2 separate regions of the Bos taurus genome follow, and region 2 is linked to region 1. A link is a contact called in public Hi-C data. All regions are on one chromosome and are shown on one strand. The core of a region is the stretch at or near the end of the contact, and the rest is flanking DNA. Distances in the headings are between cores, read along the strand shown. Region 1 holds the start of GC (GC vitamin D binding protein). Region 2 has its middle 80 kb from the start of NPFFR2.

The links. A called contact is a pair of places that touch in the nucleus more often than the background predicts.
Region 2: a contact with region 1 is called in a Hi-C map of liver, with 1.6 times the contacts expected there. The contact joins the enhancer-like site here to the promoter of GC in region 1. A contact is called at or near these places in 2 of 11 Hi-C or Micro-C datasets (liver and skeletal muscle).

What each region holds. Positions count from the first base shown.
Region 1 is chr6:87,004,329-87,012,159 of ARS-UCD2.0, reverse strand. It overlaps GC (GC vitamin D binding protein), which reads left to right and starts at 5,098. Exons shown (of 13, transcript NM_001035380.2): 1 at 5,098-5,219. The coding sequence starts at 5,162.
Region 2 is chr6:87,165,405-87,172,911 of ARS-UCD2.0, reverse strand. No RefSeq gene overlaps it. Among named protein-coding and RNA genes, the nearest start is that of NPFFR2, 80 kb to the left of the region's middle. Within about 2 kb of position 3,036, at least 2 of the 102 cell types and tissues checked have an H3K27ac peak or open chromatin away from gene starts, as enhancers often do. A contact at or near this core is called in liver, where this site is marked.

The sequences.
Region 1 (7,831 bases), core at 3,849-6,348:
TCTCTCTGCAGCCCCCTTCCATCCTTCACACACTCTCCATTTGTTATTTTATCATCTGCCTTCCTAGCTGGGTTAGAAGGTTCATGAGGACCAGGCAGGTATGTATGCCACTGTAACACCAACTATTTGCATAACAGCCGGTGCAGAGTGGTGTCAATTAAACATATGTTAAATAAATAAGTGAAAACCTTCTTCTATTAAAAGCAAACACACAAAATGCCATAGGGGAGTCGTCCAAGGAAAAGGCTGTGAACAAGACCTTTGGGAGCCCAGCAGCACAATGTGTTCCATGAACCACAAGCAGGTCAGCTGTATTAAATTTTAATATGTGAAAAGTATCCTACAGAGGTAATTAGGATGAAGTCACCAACTTTAAACACGGGCATTTAGCTGAAGCTAAAGTTTTAAGTAGGGAAAGCAATAGTATGGATCACTTTGCATTTCAGATAAATAATGACAGCAACAGAGGAAAGATTGGTCTAAAAGTATGTTAGTTAAGATGCTTTTAATTGCAAATAAATATTGCTTGAATAAGCTTAAAGAAGGGACTTATCAGGGTATTGGAATTTCTCATGGGAGTTGAGAAAAGCAAGATGGTTGGGTTTTAAGAGTACCCTGCAATCAAGACTGTGCTCTGTGCCAACTCTGCACATTAGCTTTAAGGACGTCACTTGACCAATATCCATTTCATCAGGTCATTTATCAGGGAAAAATAGTGACAATGCACTTTAACAGTATTAAGAGAATCCACATGAAAACTTCCTTGCAAATGAAATAAATTTGAAGAAGTTCATTTCTACTGGAATACTATAATGTGAGAGTTTTAAGCAGACTATCACAGCATAAAATGTTAAAAATTCTCTTTAGTTAAGTGCATAAGATCTAAGAATTCACTAAAAAAAGAAAATACGATAGCGAAAGAACTAAAGATGGGCTTTAACTCACAATTTTGCCTAGAACTAGCTCTGTTTAGGGAAAAACTTACATTTCTTCTTAAGCCAGTGTTAAGATAAAGAGGCAGGAGATTTCTTCAAATAGGCTTTTTAACTGGTTAAAATATTACATCAATGTCATGCATACAACAATTTATTTCAACTCTTGTATATTCTATTCTTTATGGGCAAAAAATTCCTCTGAAATTCTACTGCTTAAATATTTAATAAATAATTCTTTAATAATAACTTTTTATTATGATTTTGAGTTGCTGCAACAGTGGCAGAAGATTTCACTTGGTCTTTTTTATCTTCCCCCAGCCCTCAATGAATAGAGTAGTCATGGCAACTTGAAATATCTCATTGAAGCCCATTATTTCTTCCCAGTAGAATCACTGTAAGCCATCACCATTTAAAAGAATTAAGGAGAGTTATATAAATAAGACTGAGAAAAGTTTCATGTGTTTTTCTATTAGCACATGAGTGCCAATTGTCAGTTGGAAAAATAAACTTAGACAAGAGAATGCATTTGGCAGCTTGTGTAGAGATTTCTCAAGAGGACACCTAAATGAGGTTTTGCAACTCTTGCTCCATGTAGTTTATCATTAGACAAAAGTGGTAGTTGTTATTGCAAAAGCAGAGATAAAGTTATAAATTTTTTTAAATGGAAGAACAGGCTGGTCTTATATTGTAACAACATAAATGGGAAACAACCTAATGTACCTTTGAGTAAACTCATCAGAAGATAAAATACTGTTAAATAAAAAACTCTATAAAAGTAGATATGTGTATTATCTTTTTAAAAATTATTTATTTACTGGCTCTGCTGGATCTTCATTGCTGATCAGTCTTTTCTCTAGTTGCAGAGAGCACGGGGTACTCTCTAGTGGTACATGGGTTTCTCATTGCAGTGGCTTCTCTTGTTGCAGAGTACTGGTTCAATAAATGTGGTGCATGGGCTTAATTGCTTTGCTCCACGTGGGATCTCCCTAATCCAGGGATCAAATCCATGTCTCCTCCATGGACAGGCAGATTCTTTACCACTGAGGCAGTCATGTTTGACATGGATATTATCCTAAAAATGGAAACTATGTTAATAGTCATTCTGAGTTCTAGGATTCTTAGTAATTAAAAAAAAAATATTTATTTACTTTGGCTGCACCAGTTCTTTGCATGTGGGACATAGTTCCTTGACCAGGGATTGAACCCAGACTTCCTGCATAGGGAGCACAAAGTCCCAGCCACTGGACTAGAAAGGAAGTCCCTCTTAATTATTTTTAAGTGCTTCGGTACTTGTTTATTTTCTGTTTCCAAATAATCTATAGTAAGACAAAAACACACTTGTAAATTAACTTGCAAAATAAACTAAGAGTTTGTTGTTGTTTAGTCACTAGTCGTATCTGACTCTGCAATCCCATAGACCGCAACAGGCCAGATTTCCCTGTCTCCCGGATTTTGCTCAAATTTAAGTCCATTGAGTCAGTGATGCTATCCAACCATCTCATCCTCTGTTGACCCCTTCTCCTCCTGCCCTCAATCTTCCCCAGGATCAGGATTTTATCCAGTGAGCCAGCTCTTTGCACCAGGTGGTCAAAGTATTGGAACTTTAGCTTCAGTATCAGTCCTTCCAATGAATATTCAGGACTGATTTCCTTTAGGATAGACTGGTTTGATCTCCTTGCAGTCCAAGGAACTCTCAAGAGTTTTCTCCATCACCACAATTCTAAAGCATCAGTTATTCAGTGCCCAGACTTTTTTATGGTTCAACTGCCACATCCATACATAACTATGGTCACATCCATACATAACTATGGTCACATCCATACATAACTAGTCAAACCATAGCTTTGATCATATGGACTTTTGTTGGCAAAGGGATATCTCTGCTTTTTAATATGTTGTCTACGTTTGTAAGTTTTCCTTCCAAGGAGCAAGTGTCTTTTAACTTCACAGCTGCAATTACCATCTGCAGTGATTTTGAAGCCCAAGAAAATAAAATCTGTCACTGTTTTCACTTTTTTCCCTTCTATTTGCCATAAAGTTATGGGACTGGATGCCATGAAATGAAGAGTTTAGCCAAGGGAAAAGTTTAGAAGACTTGTGGTAGGCAGGCAGTCAATCTTTGAAAAGCATATAATTGGTCATTGACCAGTAAGACAATCTTCCCATCTGGCCTCTAGAAATATTTAATGAGTATCTTTCAGTCTCCTCTAGAACATGTATTTCCATTGGCTTTATTGAGATATCTCTGCTTTAATTTTGCTTAGTTGTCTTTTCCATTTTCTGAACTTTCTGGACTCCCTTTTCTGAACTTAACACTCCACAATTTTCAATATAGATGGAGAAGCTGACTAAAAATGTAACTAGTTATGCAGTTTGAGACTTTCATGAAATATACCCATGCAGTTCATCCTTAGTTACTAAGTTGATATCAAAATTCTCTACCACTTATCTGTGATGGTCCTAAGTCCAGGATATAGGCTGGCTTTAAGATTTTCTACAGAGTTCCAGGCCACATTAGTTTCATCAACCTTCTTAGTTATTATAAATTTAGAGAGCCAGTGAAGAGAATAGCTAAAATAACAGTAGTGGTTAACATTAATGCTAAGTGGTTAACAGACTTCCCTGGTGGCTCAGACAGTAAAAGCATCTGCCTACAATGAGGGAGACCAGGGTTCGATCCCTGGGTTGGGAAGATCCCCTGGAGAAGGCAATGGCACCCCACTCCAGTACTCTTGCCTGGAAAATCCCATGGACAGAGGAGCCTGGCAGGCTGCAGTCCATGGGGTCACAGAGAGTCGGACACGCCTGAGTGCCTTGACTTCACTTCAGTATTAATGCATGCTACCCTGTGTTTATTGTTATGGTTAACCCTGCACATCATTTTATTACACTCACAACACTCTTGTAACAAAAGTGCTAAGAGTTATCACTACTTACATAGGTGAGAGGTAAGGCTTAGACAAAATGATTTCCCAAGGTTATACAGCCAAAGGAGAGCTGAGTAGGGGTTTTATTCCAGAGCTGGTGTACCCAAACCTTGAAGTGAAGTGAAGTGAAGTCACTCAGTCGTATCTGACTCTTTGTGACCCCATGGACTGCAGCCTGCCAGGCTCCTCTGTCCATGGGATTTTCCAGGCAAGAGTACTGGAGTGGGTTGCCATTGCCTTCTCCAGGGGATCTTCCCAATCCAGGGATCGAACCCAGATCTCCCACATTGTAGGCAGATGCTTTTACTGTCTGAGCCACCAGGGAAGTCCACCCAAACCTTATCTGACCCCATTTCCTGAAAAGAGGACTATTGCAAGAACCAAACGTTGACCTGATTCCAATGATGGAATGAACAGTAACTGCCTGTGCCTCTCTGGGCAAGTCACAGAGCTGGAGGTTTAGTTCTGTTATCTGCAAAATGAAGATAGTGGATTCTGCATTTACAAGGCCAATCATGAACTCGCGTTATGTTATCCTAAAATATACCAGTTGTATAGTATTAGTAACAAGAACTTTAAATGAGCTCTAAGGAACGCAAGCTTTGCCACTGTGATTTGGGGCAAACCATTTAACCTCCTCAGTTATTATCTACCTCACTTCAAGGGTTATTTCAATATGTATCTCAGTGCTTTTGAAATATATGTGTAATATAGCACATAAAGTACCATCCTATCATCCTCAATAAAATTCATAGCATTAAGATTATGGATTTGAGCAATTGTGATAAATTGGGTTCTCACTTTTCCCCCTTATTACTTAAACATCTAGTCAGTGCTATTTTAAGATACTCTTTACTTGAAGTAGGTTTAAACAAAGAGAGACCTCAAGTTTCCATTTGTACACATGAGAAGAGTAGGGAATGTTCAAAGACAACACATAAAGAGGGAGGGAAAATGCACCCATAAATACACGAGATAAGCTTCAGTGAAAAGCAGCAATGGCGGGAGTGGGGGGTATCTATATATATCCTGATTCTTTTGCAGTTTGACAAAGTTAATGATTGACCTCTCCTAGATTTTCCACTACATTTTCTACAGCTTGTCTATTTGCTTTGATTGATGATACTTTATCTCTTGTGGCCCAAGGATGACTGCCCTTGCTTCTGTGTAGAGATTAATAATTGATTAGTGCATAGCTCGGAATTTTAGTAAAAGGGAATCGGTTACTTTGGGCTGCCATTTTTTTAAACTGGGTAACCTGCAGGAGAAGGAGGTGATACAGGACGTGGTGGCAGAAAAATGAAGAGGATCCTGGTTTTCCTCCTTGCTGTAGCCTTTGTGCATGCTCTAGAGAGAGGTAAGATTTCCAGTGCTGTGACCATTTGCAAGAACTTCCACTAGTTTAATTTCATTACCATATAAAAGAGGGAGAGAGGGAAGAATAAAAGTGGGTTAACCTTAAACTCAGATGTGACATAGTTTTCTAATAGAATAGCCAAGAAGAATCTCATGAAAGAAAGAAAAGCTATATGATTTGTCATTTATCTTTCCCTACTTTCTTAATAACCAAGATCTAAGAAAATGGTTCAAAATTAGAATGTTTTTATTTGTTAAAAGAGAACGCAGAGGGAGGTTGTGATCCATCACTAAGCTTCGTTTTTCACTGCCATTGAGAGCATGATGTACCATATCAATGATGCATGAAGTCAAGTGAGTTTTTTTTTAACTTCTTCAAGGAATCCTCTATATGTAACATTTGAAACCACATTATAGTTTCTAAAATATCTCACATAAAAGAACTTAACACGTGTTCCCCATCCTGAACCCCCCTCCCACCTCCCTCCCCATACCATCCCTCTGGGTCATCCCAGTGTTGATGTGTGGCAGAACCAATATAATATTGTAAAGTAATTAGCCTCCAATTAAAATAAATAAATTTAAATTTAAAAAAAAAAAAAGAAAAAAAGAACTTAACAGCTATGAAATATGACTATTAAGATCTTTGAGCTATATTTCTCATTGAGTTCATTTATCAACTAGTGTCTTCATCTTTGAGCAATATACAACTTTGTGGCAAGTTCCCAAGCTTCAAAATTCATAATCTGTCTCAGTTTACTTTCTAGGTGATTCTTTAATGCTTATAAATGGAATCTGCATTCATCCTGCTTTGAAAAGTTAAAATTTTCATGTAGTGCTGCCAGTTAACAGCTTTACCCAAGTCATATATTAGAATTCATATGAACAACATTTAACCAGTGGAATAAAATATGTGTACCCCAGGAATCAGTTATTAACTGTGACAAGAATAATCTTACTCCTGCCTTTCTTATTCTTTTACATTCACTTTTTAAGAAAATAATCTTCTTTTCTCATTCAAATTATTTTTAAATTTTGTCTTATTCATGTCTGTTACAAGACCTCTGAATAGCCCAGGTCCCAAGGAACCCTGAAAGCCTATTCCTTTTCCCAGGGTTTCCCTGGGGCAGATCTGAGCCTGGAAAGTCCTCCTGAACTAGTTTCAGATCTGGATCTTCACAACACAGAAAGGCCAGTAATGGTTAAGTTCTGGGACTACATGTGAATGCCAGAATGTGCCGTTTTGTTCTACTGACTCAGTAAGTGTACACTGGATTAACTTCAGTTACAGTGCTTTGGAGAATACCAGTATTCAGCAACCTCTTTTTCGACATCCTGTAGCATTCTCTCAGCCCATGATGTAACGGATGCTAAAAACTTCAAGCCAGCTCCCTTGAACTGAACTTCACAATGAACTTGGTTAACTATGTGCCATAGCTCAGAGGATGATACCTGAGACATAAAATACAATTACCTAATAAATGTCCAATATTTGGTGACTGTAGTCCTGAGCCATCAGTCCTCAGTTCTATAACACCTGAGCATGACCCAAATACCAAGTCGATGATTTACCTGAAAGCGAGGTGTGCTCACTCCTGGCAGGAAGTGCACATATTAAAGTAATTGAAAGGAATTTTGGATGCTGGAGGATTGGTTAGGGTTATAGTTCTCTCTGTCTAGTTCTTGAGAGCTGACTTATCACCCACCCAAAAAAGAACCCCTTTTCCAAGGTGTATGTCCCTTAACACTCATTTTATAAAGAAGTTTCTATATACAAATATATTTAAGAAATAAGCCATACATTAGTCCTTCTTTGCTGGTTTATGATCAATGTTTTTGGTTTCTCAGAACTCATAGGACAACAAAACAAGAAAATTTAAGCCAGAGTTTCCCAGACATATGGGCTCTTTCCTAAAATGCCTATATCCCGTAGAAACAGTCTCTGGAAAACATCAGCTCTAAAATGTATACAGTATGAGCATTAGCTCCAGTCAGGCCCATACTCAAATATCAGATGGTACTGGGGATTCAGTTCATAAGCCCTTGTATACATCTTGTGAGAGAAGGGCTTACCAAATATGTTAAATCTAAATGATATAATATCCACTTTAGCTACCCTGTGAATGACAAGAAAATTATGTCCACCAATTGCCTCCACTTGGCTTCTGTATTCAAAACTGGATAAAGCACTAATCCAAATTGTATCTTTCCCTCTTCTAAAAAACAAGCAAGAAGGCTACTGACACAGCCTCACAATCACCACAGAAATAATGCTACAAGAAATAAACCACTGCTGTTTATAAGAGCTGTTGGCAAGCACATTTTCCTTTTGCTTTAAGCATTTCATTCTCAGCATAATTTTATTAAAGTGAAAGTGAAGTCACTCAGTCATGTCTGACTCTTTGCAACCCCATAGACTTTAGCCTACTAGGTTCCTCTGTCCATGGCATTTTCCAGGCAATAGTACTGGAGTGGATTGCCATTTCTTTCTCCAATGGATCTCATTTCCTTCTCCAAGGGATCTTCCCAACCCAGGGCTTGAACCCAGGTCTCCCACATTGTAGACAGTCACTTTACCGTATGAACCACCAGGGAAATCCAAAGAATAATGGA
Region 2 (7,507 bases), core at 1,787-4,286, 160 kb before region 1:
TTTGGGGGTAGATGCTCGAGAATTTCCAGGGGGACTCCTGAGGCTCGATCCCGCCTTTGCGTATGCCGAGCCTCCTTCCTCATGAACTTTGCCACGGGTGGAGTTCCTCACGCTGGCTCCCAGCAACCCAGGGTTCAGTCTCTGTGTCGGAAAGATCCTCTGGAGAAGGAAATGGCAACCCACTCCAATATTCTTGCCTGGAAAATCCCATGGACAGAAAAACCCATGGTGAGTTATAGTCCATGGGATTCCAGAATCAGACACGTCTTAGTGACTAAACAACAACAAGAACAAAAGAATAATCTTGCTATTACAAGGTATGGATAGAAGGAATCCAAATTAAAAGCTTGCAATCAAAGGGCACTTTTACACAAATAATAATGATAATTGCATTTTTTAAATTGGCATTAAAACCTTCTGACACTCTTGTTGTTCAGTCACTAAGTTATGTCCGACTCTTTGCAACCCCATGAACTGCAACATGTCAGGCTTCCCTGTCCACTATCTAGGTTACACTAAACTAAATTTCATTTTGAATTTGACTTCATATTTAAAGCATTCTTATATTTGCCCATGATTAGATCCGTCGATATAGATGAAGACAGAAAGCTCAGTTCACTGAGCTCATTTATTCAGCCTATTTCCTTATAGTACTGTTGAAACAGCTCTTGAGCCATTCTGGATTAAAAATTACCTAAGATGATCAAATGATCTAGTGATGCAATATGTTTGTACAACAAAGTTTATGAACTCTATATACAAGTTTCTTGGGTTTAATATTAAATTTTCTGTATTTTTATCAACCTCTATGATTCCATTTTTCTTTACCTGACCAAAACAAGCAGGTAACAATGTGATTTTATCATAATTTTTAAATTATGGTTTCTTTGGAAGAAACAAGTATCAAACACATGTTAAAAAGAAAAAGCTATTCTGTCAGTGGAATTAAACTATGCTTCAGTTAATATTCCCAAATAATTTAGATATATCCTTTATTACAACTTGTCTATACTGTTATTTGAAAAATAATTTTCTCCCTCAATTAAAATACATAAATTTATATTAAAAATAAATAAAATATAAACCACCTGAAAAATAAATTTCTTTACAAACATCAATTTCATATATGAAATGTGAAAGTAATATTTAATATAAAGATAAATTCAGGAGTAGGTTTTCTCAAAAGCTTTTGGTTTGGAGAACTATTTGTTGTGATTGCATTTAATATTTTTCTTATTTTAAAATAGAGGAAATATGTTTAATAAAATTTCAATAGGATATTTAGTTAAGGCCAAAATGTGATTCAGTTATAAATAATGAAAACTCAAATTGCTTTAAAATATGATCATTTGAAATAGCTTTTACTTCATATTCACACAGGCGTGCTAAGTTGCTTCAATCATGTCCAACACTGTGTGACCCCATGGACCGTAGCCCTCCAGGTTCCTCTGTCCATGGGATTCTCTATGCAAGAATACTGGAGTGGGATGCTGTGGCCTCCTCCAGGGGTTCTTCCAGATCAGGGATCAAACTCACGTCTCTTACATCTAATCTATACTCTTGGGAGAGGGACATTTTTTGGTGATTTTTACCTTCAGAAATCCCAACAGCTTCTCACAGTGAACAGACAGGTTGATCTTATGTGTCTGGCAAGGGGAGAAGAAATGTAATCATTTTTAAATATACCCAGGCCTTATTCATAATAAACCCCTCCTCTCTCGGAGGAGAGGGGTCACTGTAACATTATCTTCTAATTCCTGCAAGTTTTAGCACTCTTTCTCACTCTCTTTCTACCCTCTCTGAGCTGTTAGTCTCAACTGTACTTTCAGGCAGACTGAAGATGAATTCCATTACACTTCTCTATGTACTCATGTCTGTGGCTCCCTCAACTCAGTTTATCTAATTTGTGAAATAAATTTTCACGTTTTCCACCTTTCAAAAATTGGTTAAAATTCCTTAAAAACTTAAAGGCTTTATCCCATTTTTACCATGGGTTTATTCTTCAATGTGTTTTCAAAATGGTTACATGAATATTTAGAATGAGACTGATTTTTATATTGGTATTTAACAAATGACTACCTAATTGCCTATATCTGCTTCCCTGAATAGTCATATGCTGTAAAAATAGTTTTCAAAGTCTCTTATTTTTCTTGTAATATTGAAAAGACAATATTTTCAAACTATAAAAACTTATGATAAAAGCAGAGACTCAAATATTTTTATTAACTTTAATGGGAAGATCTTTTTATTTTAATATATTCATAAGGCTAAATTTTACTCTGAAATGGTGCTTTTGTCATATAAAGTATCTGACCTCTATTCCAGATAACTGTTATTTTTTTTTAACAAATGGATGCTTAATATTGTCTAACATTGTTAACTGGATCCAATACGTTTAAATATATTTTTCTACTTTTAAATATTTTTTTGATGTAAACTTATTTGCTTACATTTCCTAATTTCAAAGTGTTTTCATTCCCTATGTCATACAATTTTTGAATTTCAACATATTGCTGTTTTTATAGTCTCATTTTAAAAGAAACTCAATGTTCAAGAATAATACAAAGAATATCACCCAAATTCCACACTTGTTAACATTTACTGTATTTATTTTCTTTCTCTCTTTCCAATATGGTAATCTTCAAATTCCATTATTCCCTTTACACTATACTAGCTGATATTCTACCATTTGTTCACTTACTGATAGAAGAATAATTTCACAACTTTTATTTCACTCAATGGATTTGAATCCAGTACTATCAATCTTTACTTCAAAGCTAAAATTGCTCCAGCTTTGGCCAGTGTGAGTGTCTTTAAGCTGTCTTCCCTGTCCTATGTAAAAGTCTCCAATTTTTTAGCACCCACTTATTGTGTGGCACAAACTACCCCAAATACAAAACAATGACAGATATGCCTAATTTTTTTTTTTAATCTCTACATTCAAATCAAGAGAAACATCTCTTTGGACTAGACATACAGAGCAATAAATTAAGGCTGATGTCAAAGCCTTGATGGACTTGAACCAGAAAACCAGTAGAGGGAGATATGAGTTTGTACAGCATAATAGAGACTATCACAGCAATTAAATTAGCTGTCAATCCATGAGTGTAAGGATTGTAGCAGAATTTCCCCACTCATACATATAATAAGTGAAGAATATTTGATACCTACTCAAGGCTGAGTTGTATATCATCTAACAAAGGTAATGTCAATTAGGGCTGGGTGTAAAAGTCCACTGACTCAGTTCCTGGATCTAGAAGATAACTGTGGGATAGAAGTGCTGAGCCACTACTGTAAGACCTACTTTCAGACCAGGACCTCAGAGGCCTGGGGAAAATAGCCACAGAACTGCCAGACAAGGAAGGGTGAACATAAAGTCAAATAGGTAAGCAGACAACTTCCCACTCAAGTGTGTGTGTGTGCTCAGTCGTGTCCAACTCTTTGTGACCCCATGGACTATAGCCCACCCAGCTTCTCTGTCCATGGAATTTTCCAGGCAAGAATACCGGAGTGGGTTACCACTTCCTACTCCAGGGGACTCTTCCAGACCCAGGAATTGAACCCACATCTCTTGTGTCTCCTGCATTGGCAGTCAGGTTCCGCTCAAGACCAAACTACAATTCTAAATCATATAAAGAAATCCGATGACAAGGCTTTAAATATACTGGAGCTAATACATTTAAAATAATAGAAAAGTAAAAAAAACTTTAAAATAGGTATTCCAAAGATCCTCAGAGAGAGCAATGTGGAGTTTGGGGGTTTTGCTTCAAAAACCTGTTATAAAGAAATGAAAATGTTGGCTAAATGAGATAAAAAAGAAAACCATAGCAGCATTGCTTGGCAAGAGCTCATCTGTGGGTTTCTTAGAATGTCTGTATGTCTCCTAGAGTGTTCATACAAAAGCAGGCAGTAAGGAATTTGATTCCCAGACGGGAAAGGGGAACAGAATGGTACGGCAGATCTGAGAAAGATCACTACTTGAAGCTGGAGCTATCAAGCTACCAGACTTGTGAAAGACAGTTGAAAAACCTCTGCAAATCTCTGGGGCTAGACTGGCAGAAAACAATCTCACTTCTAGGAACTGAGCCAAACCCCCTGCTGTCTCCACGACTGCCTTTGTAAGAGGCTTAGAGCCAGAACTCTAAGACATGATGGTCTGGCCTGATTATGTCCCCTAAAGATGAGTTTATTAATAAATGTCTTAATAGGATATTTTACTTAACATTTTTAGTTAATTGATTGATAAGGTAGCAATAAATCAGTAATGACACACAAACAAGGGCAAATGACCAGATGGCAGACACATAAGATTTGCCATTGCATTCATTGGGAGAAAACTCAGGAAGGCAGGATCAGTAGCAGGCTTGCATGGCCCTCATTGCCTGTCACACGATGATGGCACAGAGCAACCTGACAGATATTAGACTCCAGCAGAGGGATCCTGATGATTTGGCCTTGGGGCTTCAAGCTAGCTCCTTAAAGAAGCCTTAATTATTCCTTTGATATAAATGTGGGGTGGATATAACAGCGATACAGTGGGAGAAGATGTGGATCTGGCTGTTCCTCCTGACATCCCGCATAAGCAGTTGAAAGGAAAATCAGCACACCCTTGGTATGATCAGAGGCTAGCATCCAAGACCAGCAGACAGACCTCTATGTAATGGAAGCAAGTTGCTGGATTCAGCACGCTAGTGTTCATGGTTAGGCGTGTACGAGTCTCCGTCTTGGCATTAACAGGGAGCTGGGCTCCATGTTTTGTGGTTAGCTGGAATCTGTTGCCTTAAGCAGTTGGCTTTACTTGGTTTATGAGAAGCTTTGCAAGAGACAAAGTCCTCTGTAGTTGGTCAGCTGAAGGGAATCAGTCTGGGAAAATCTCTTACTTCTTAGAAAGGATAGAGAAAATTTGAACAATACTATTTGTAAGTTTGATCTAATGAACAACTGTAAAATACTACTCCAAAGAATCAGAATATACACGGTGTTTTTTAAAATGCAAGAAATGTTTTCTAAATGAACAAACTTTTACATGTTACACACAACTCATTTTCTGCTCAAGTGCAACTGACTTTAGAAGTCCTAACAAAATACTTTAAAAGCCATAGCTGCAGAAATTTTGAAAATATTCTTATAAAATTAAAAATAAAGTTAAATCATAATGAAAGAAGTGAATTTGAAATGAAAAGATGAAACAAATGGATCAGTGTGCCTAGTTGATAGCATAACGACAGAGAGAAATATCTCAAGTTAGTTTAAAACTGTGTATCTCCACTGTGATATATTTTGTGGACAATGAAATCTTCAAGAAAATCTTAAGTTGTGTTCAATAATCATATTGCTAAAAGCAAAACTGGTACTATTTTCCTGAAAATATTGTGTGTGTGTGTTCCAATGTAGGAGCTTCTCCTAGACAAAGATGAGACAATTTAAATATCAAAAAGAATAAAACTGGTATGACTATTCTGGAAAACTGCAATAGATACTGTGACTAAAATATATATAAATATATGTACATATGCATACATATCTATTATACTATTCACACACATATATATATACACACATATCCTATAAATCAGAAAATCCACTCATAGGTATGTCTCCAATGAGTACATATGCTCATTAAGACTTGTACAAGAATGTCCATAGAAACACTATTCTTATAACCAAAACCTGAGAATAACCCAAAACTCATCAAGATAGAATGGGTAAATAAAAAGTGGCTTAATCCATACAAGAAATATTATACAAAAATAAGGATGAACAAACTTTTTATGTAAAGTAACAGAGATGAAATTCACAAAATTAATGTAGAATAAAGGAAGTACAAAGGGTACATACTATATGCAGCCATTTATAATAATGTAAGAAATTCTCAAAAGTAAGCTATGGTGTTAGAAGGCAGGACAAGTTCCCCTGGAAATACTACTACCAAATGTAAGAGATTCTGCTTGAAATAACTAAATTATATACTTATGATTTGTAGACTTATATGCATATGTTATTTTTCAAAGTAGAGTTTACATTAAAAAAGAATCAGAACTTCCACTGCTAGGTGAAATGAGGCAGCTTGCAACAGAGCAGCTGCTGCTGCTAAGTCACTTCAGTCGTGTCCAACTCTGTGCGACCTCATAGACGGCAGCCACCAGACTCCCCCATCCCTGGGATTCTCCAGGCAAGAACACTGGAGTAGGTTGCCATTTCCTTCTCCAATGCAGGAAAGTGAAAAGTGAAAGTGAAGTCGCTCAGTCGTGTCCGACTCTTCGCAACCCCATGGACTGCAGCCTACCAGTCTCCTCCATCCATGGGATTTTCCAGGCAAGAGTACTGGAGTGGGGTGCCATTGATCAGCTAGGGAGAAAAAGAATAGCTACAGTGAATTGTAGCACATCAGATATATTAAAATTCACAAGTTCAAAATGATCCATTTTTAAAGTTTATCATTCACCTTTGGGGATGATAAGGAATCAAATTATTATTCTAAAACTGATAAATAAAAGGAAAATATTAAGCATTTATGGTGTCTATCTTACAAATTGTAACAGGGTCACCAAATAATTGATAGAATTAGAATATAAAAGGTGCTAGAAGGCTAGAAGGAGTGCTAGAAAGTGCTAAAAGAAGTGTTATAATTAGAAAACTACCATTTTGTAAGATCTAGTGAAATATGAGACCTATGTAATGATGGTCAGTGGCTGCTAAAAACCATTAAAAATCAGATAAAGATGACTTTATGAAAATGACTGAATTCTTTGATCATTTTAATGTTTTCAAGAGATAATCACGCTTTATGTACTTCCTGATGTGACGAAACATGAAATACACACCATAGTTGATGTACTCTGAAGTAAATCAAATCTTATAAAGCCTCCAGAACTAATTACCAGTTTATTGGAAATATTAATTCCAGACACAGATTTTGCAGTTAGCAAAATACAGAACATGGGGATTTACACTGGACAAATACCTATTTCTTTTTACAAATGTGTTGAAAGGAATAAAAAGGGGAGAGAACAAATAGATTAAGAGATATGAGTCTCATCAACCAAACACAGCGTGTGAACTATGTTTGAATATTGATTCAAGCAAGGCAATTTGTAAGGGAAAATGTGAGACAACAAGGAAGATTCAGCACTATTTGATAATTTAAGGTACTTTGGTTAAACTTTTAGCTGTGATAATAACATTCTGATTGTTATTAAAAAAGAGTCTGTATCTTTTGAATTTCAGACAGAAGTATTTAAGAATGAAGTGAGTTCAAATCTTATGTTTGCTTCAAAATAATCCAGTGAAAGTGAAAAACTAAGGGGTATTTGAACATGATTGACAAAGTTGATAATTACTGAATCTGGGTGATGGTCCATGGGGATTCACTATACTATTCTATTTCATGTGTGTTACAAGTATGTGTGTTAGTCACTCAGTCATGTCTGACTTTGTGACCCCATGGACTATAGCAATATGTTACAAAGATACTGCTAAATAAAACCATGCCACTAAATAAATCTTA